Linked DNA regions of Callithrix jacchus: region 1 is linked to region 2. A link is a contact called in public Hi-C data. All regions are on one chromosome and are shown on one strand. Each heading gives the region's core, a stretch centred on a gene start, on an enhancer-like site or on the middle of the called end of the contact. The rest is flanking DNA. Distances are from core to core; before and after follow the strand shown.

Evidence for each region. Hi-C and Micro-C count contacts between places; a contact is called where the count stands out from the background.
Region 1: a Hi-C map of skeletal muscle shows a contact between it and region 2, with 4 times the contacts expected there. The contact joins the enhancer-like site here to the promoter of HTD2 in region 2. A contact is called at or near these places in 3 of 3 Hi-C or Micro-C datasets (induced pluripotent stem cells and skeletal muscle).

What each region holds. Positions count from the first base shown.
Region 1 is chr15:40,206,321-40,209,117 of calJac240_pri, reverse strand. The region is part of intron 14 of PXK (PX domain containing serine/threonine kinase like); the gene reads right to left. Among named protein-coding and RNA genes, the nearest start is that of PDHB, 20 kb to the left of the region's middle. Within about 2 kb of position 1,522, at least 6 of the 16 cell types and tissues checked have an H3K27ac peak or open chromatin away from gene starts, as enhancers often do.
Region 2 is chr15:40,109,520-40,112,315 of calJac240_pri, reverse strand. HTD2 (hydroxyacyl-thioester dehydratase type 2) reads right to left here and starts at 1,510. Exons shown (of 1, transcript XM_054245814.2): 1 at 1-1,510. The coding sequence starts at 1,334. The coding sequence ends at 828. It overlaps RPP14 (ribonuclease P/MRP subunit p14), which reads right to left. Exons shown (of 6, transcript XM_017964996.4): 4 at 2,351-2,427; 5 at 1,950-2,028; 6 at 1-1,508. The coding sequence ends at 1,452.

The DNA.
Region 1 (2,797 bases), core at 273-2,772, 97 kb before region 2:
GCTTCTCTTCATCAACTGCAAGTCAGATCTCTGAATCTACTTGTGAGTACCCCCTATCCCCAAGATGTCCCACCCTTTTAGGCTTAAACCAATGCACAACCTCAGCGTACTGACTTATAATTTTACCTTTAGCTTCTGTTTTCCCAAAATTTACCCCACCTATAAAAATCCTTGCCTGTAAGGCATCTGGAAGGTCAGATTTCGAGCATTTCGCTGCCTGGTCCTCCTTGCCTAGCACTCTGCAATAAATGCCTTCCTTTCTATCACTGCAACAGCCTCGGTGTGGGTATCTTGTTTTATTGCACTGGGTGAATAGGACCCCAGTTTGGTTCTATAACAACATTTCTATATGGTTGTCAATCATGCCTAGCTGATGACGCCTCCATAAAAGGCCCAAGAGGGCAGGGTTTGGAGAGCTTCCTGATAGCTGAACATGCGAAGGTTCCTGAAGGGTGATGTGCCCACGAAAGGCATGGAAGCTCCTTCCCCCAAACCTTGCCCTATGCATCTTTTCGTGTGTATCCTTTGTAACATCCTTTATAATAAACTGGTAAACATGTTTCCCTGAGTTCTGTGAGCTGCACCAGCAAATTAATGGAAACCAAAGAGAGGGCTGGGGGAACTTCTACTTATAGCTGGTTCGCCAAAGTTCTGGATTCCCATCCTTGCACATAGTGTCAGAAAGAGCAGGTAGTTTTGGGGACTAAGCCCCAACCTGTGGGGTGTGATGCAATCTCCAGGTAGATAGTGTCAGAACTGAGTTGGAGGACACCCAGCTTGTTGCTTACTGATTGCTTTCTTGGTGGCCGAGAGAACCACTCCCCGACCTCCTGAAATTCGGTCACAGAAGTCTGTGTGTGCTGATTATTGTTGTGTTGAGTGTCAGAACAGGAAAAAACACTTCTGAGTGTGAGTTTTTCCTAAACAGTGTCTATCATTTTGGAGCTTCTGAGAGGCACTGGAAATGTGACTCCATGAAAGCTAGGTCCTTGTCTATCCATTTCTGTAACCCAGGGCCAAGCGCAGTCCTCCTTAGCAAACCACAGGCTCTCAGTAAATGCACCTTGACTACATCTTGAATGAATAAACTCCCTGGGGTTGAATTGCTTAGGGACTGAAATGCTAGGTTGCCAGGCAAATGCTAAATATTAGTTACCATTTTCATGAGATGCATTACAGGAAATGCCCAGCAGAGGTCAGAGTACAGGCTGAGTCCATTTGATCAACAAAACATAAAAGGAGATAAAACAAAGGAGAAGCCAATATTTGCTGGGAACCTCTCATATCTGCCAGGCACTCTCACTCTGCCAGGCATTGTGCTGCGGCCTCACATATGTTTTCCTTCTAAATCCTCAAGACTCCCCTTCAGGCTGCGCACTATCAAGTTCACAGGAATGCCCCTCCCACTCACCGCCAGGTTTTCCCAACATTGACTCTAATTACATAAGACTCCTCTTTTTTTCTCTCATTCTAAAAGTTACCTTATCTCCTACAAACTTGCTCCTGGATGAGACAGTGCCCATTTAAACACAGATAAATTAGAGAATTCCCCCAAAAGTCCAAATAGATTGTAAATTCCCAAAGGCATTTAGAGATAAGAACTGGTAGTCAACTGAGCAGGGCAGATCTAACCACACAGGGAGGGGCTCTGAACCCTTACACAGCTGCCTCCAGTGCCTTGCTTGCTAAAGGAGGTTTATGGATTCTCACTATTAATTTCTCCTAATATGCCCAAGTAGTATTAAATTAATATCCTATATTCTAGGAAATGGGTCAATATAGTTGGGGCAGTAGATCACTAGACATTTCTGATTAGCCTGAACAGGTTATCTCCACAAAAGACAAAAAAGCTTATTTTCTGTCTTGATCAACATTTGGGGACTTTCTTGGGAAATCTGCTGACAAAGTAAGATAAGGACAAGAATATCCTCCCATGAACCAGGTACTTTGCTATTCAAAAGCAGGCCCTGGCCCTAGAACATTCAGCACTAAGGCACCAATAACCACCCTCAGGCAGAAATAAGTCATTCGCACTAGTCCCTTGCGTTTGCTCGCTCTTGTTTTCTTAGGTGGGTCAGTTAGAAGCATTTGAGTGGAGATGAGGAATGCTCTTGGCAGCTCCTGGGTGCCTTGTTAGATATTAATAATGATTATGGGATCAACTCATATACCAAACCCCTGCCAATGACTCTCCCTTCACACAGCTGTAGGAACCCTTCCAAGCACAGCCGGTAAGCTCTGAGTGGCAGAAGCAGCTCCTTGCACATCTAGAACATGTGATTCATTTAAGAAGCAAAAGGAGATACTGGTGTCCCAATTGTTTTTATTGGGCTTGCAAAAGACTTTAAGAGAGAGATCTTGGTTCAAAAAGAAAAGAAAGATAGTATTATGGGGCTACCCCACAAAATCAGGGATTATTTTTATAAGCAGTCTCCAAGATTCATTCTTTTTACATTTTTCAATCAAAACTTGTATCTAATTTACAAAGGTGAAACAAAGGCTAGTAACAGAAAAATATTCAGATAATTAAATACATTACAGAGCAAAACAGAGTCTAATTGTTGCCAGAAAATCGGAAATGCAGTGACTCTTTCACTCCTGCATCTAGGTATCTCACCAGTTGTGTTGTGATAAAGCTGACCCTATGAACAGGCTCCTTGGTAAGAGAGGCCTGGCAGGATGGGACCAGTGGGCCACAGTGCATCTGTGTTGTTTAGCTGAGCATGTACCAAGACAGGCTCCAATCCTAGCTCTGCATGAAGCTTTTCAACAAGCTGGAGCCAGGGGTGGCTAATGG
Region 2 (2,796 bases), core at 261-2,760:
CTCTGTCACCCAGGCTGAAGTGCAGTGGTATGATTTCAGCTCACTGCAACCTCCCAGGTTCAAACGATTTTCCTGCCTCAGCCTCCCAAGTAGCTGGGATTATAGGTGCCCGCCACCATGCCCAGCTAATTTTTGTATTTTTAGTGGAAATGGGGTTTCACATGTTGACCAAGCTGGTCTTGAGCTTCTGACCTCAAGTGATTCGCCTGCCATGGCCTCCCAAAGTGCTGGGATTATAACCATGCACCACCATGCCTGACTTCAAAGTAGAGTGTTTACATAAATAACCTTCCCAATACTTTTTTTTTTTTTGAGACAGGGTCTTGCTCTGTCACCCAGGCTGCAGTGCAGAGGTGTGATCTCAGCTTCTCATTGTAACCTCCAGCTCTTGGGCCCAAGCTATTCTCCCACCTCAGCCTCCCCAGTAGCTGGGACTACAGGCCCAAGCCACCAAGCACTACTAATTTTTACATTTTCTTTTTGTTGGGATGTGGTCTCACCATGTTGGCCAGGCTGGTCTTGGACTGCTGACCTTAAGTGATCCATCTGCCTCAGCCTCCCAAAGTGCTAGGATTACAGTTATGAGTCACCATGCCTAGCCTATTTCTTGAATTAAAAAAAAAAAAAAGGGCAGAGAATTTCACATACACTCTTGCATAAGGCCAAACTGGAAAGTGGGCATTTGAACAGCTATCTGCTCCCTTACCCTAATTAGGATGGGCTTCTGGGCCTACCAACCATTCTTTGGTGAAGAGCAGCAATCCATTTCCCCAAAGGCTCTTTAATAACAGCATTGGTGTTTGAGGTTGCATCTTTAAACACGTATTTCAGGATTTAGGAGCTTCTGGAACCATAACTTTAACCCAGCCTTCCATGACAGTCTTTTTACTTTCTACTACTGAACACGACACTGCAATAATAGCAATGAACCGTTTTAGCTTTTTCACTTCTGCAGAAGCTAAAACAACTTCTCCAATATATAAAGGGGCTGGAAAGCTAATTTCTTGGGAAAGAAATACACAGCCTGGCCCTGGCATTTTAGTTCCCAGGAGAGCTGAGATAAGTCCATTGATCAAAACTCCATGTACAATTGTATTTCCAAACTTGGTGTGTTTTGCAAAGTCTTCATTTAGATGCAAAGGATTGGCATCCCCTGTTAACTCTGAGAAGGTAGCCACATCCGTCTGTGTGAAGGCCCTCCTAAGTTCAGCACGGTCTCCAACTCTGATGTGCATATGCTGAAAGTGCTGCAGGGCCAGCACCGGGAGGTTCAGGCAGACTCTCCTCCGAAGCCCACCCCACCAAAGGTGATGGCTGGAAATTAGTGGGAACATCTTCAGCACCCTCAAATTTCACCAAGAGCTTTTAGCCTGCTTCAGTCTTCAAACATGCAGGCACCAAAAAATAAATCTGAGAGTGGAGGAATGTTTCCAAAATAGAAGACTATTCCTTCAATCCAATACTAGTTCCCTACTATTACCAGATAATGCCAGGAGAAATGGAGAAACCTACAAAAGAAAGAAAAAGGTTAAGGCATTGGAAGAAACTGCACTGAAGCACAGGGCAATGTGGAAACATGTCCAGTTTTACAGGATAAACAAAGTGAATGCAGGAGCATTTTAAAGAGCGTCCCAAGAGGAAGCCTTCAATAACAAGTAGTCATAGCTTAAAAGGAGCATACAATATATAACACCCAAAGCATTAAGTGTTAAATAAAAAATAAGACTTAACCACAGAGTAGCAACTTTTATCCCAGAACAACCTCCCACAGACTTTAAAATCTGAAGTGCTGTGTCTCACATTTTTTGAAAACAAGCCCTTTATGTTCCCCTACTTAGATCATGTTAACCATATTACATTCATGCAAGCACAAAAATGAGCTATGAATATTAAGAAGCGATTGAGCCATCATCAGTCTCATTTGGAATATGTGAGGGAACAGTCTTTACCTGAATCACCCGGAAAGCACATTTTTTGCCTTTATAGGATCCTAACAAGGCCAAAGAGCTCCACAATTTGACAAGACCACTGCAGAAAAGACCAGGAAAATACATAGCGTATCATAGGCTGAAAACAAAATGAACCTCAACTAAGGTTTCTGAAATATTCACTTCTGGCTTTGCAACTATAACCATCAATGGGAAACTAGAGCTGTAACCAAAGCATGTTTTGCTCTCTCTAGGGTACAAGTTTCTGGTGGATGGAATGTTCATATTCATCCCAGTTAAAATCCCCAAAAGCTGCTCAGAGTTCACAATATTCTTCTCATTCTCAGAGGAAAGAATTTTTGCTCTAATTCTCATCAGTCTCTCTGACTTGTTATACTAGAAATGCCCACTCTCTGTCATACCTGCTACATATTCTCAAGATGGCTGACAAGGTCTTCTCTTCATAGCGTAGGATGTCCAAAGGCAAGGCGGCATCAACCTGGATATGGAATAATACTATTAGCAGGCTGTTAGCACCATTATTCTTGCTTGTCAAGTTTTGACTATTCTCCACAAATGCTGTATTTTATTTAATGGTGCTGGTGCTTTGAATTGCCTATTTGATTATAGCTCCCCCTGCCTAGAAAGTTCTGCCTACACCTCTTCATATGGCTGATAATCAGTCCCTCATCCTTTGAGCCTTCATTTAAATTGTTCCTTGACTGATCTTTAAGATGAGACAAAGTCAGCTTGCTATGTTCTTTCTTGTACAGGAACACCATACTTCCTCTTTCATAATTCTCTTCATTCTTGTCACTAATTGCCTAACATGTTTTCCTACTACAAGAACCAAGACCATCAGTCCATG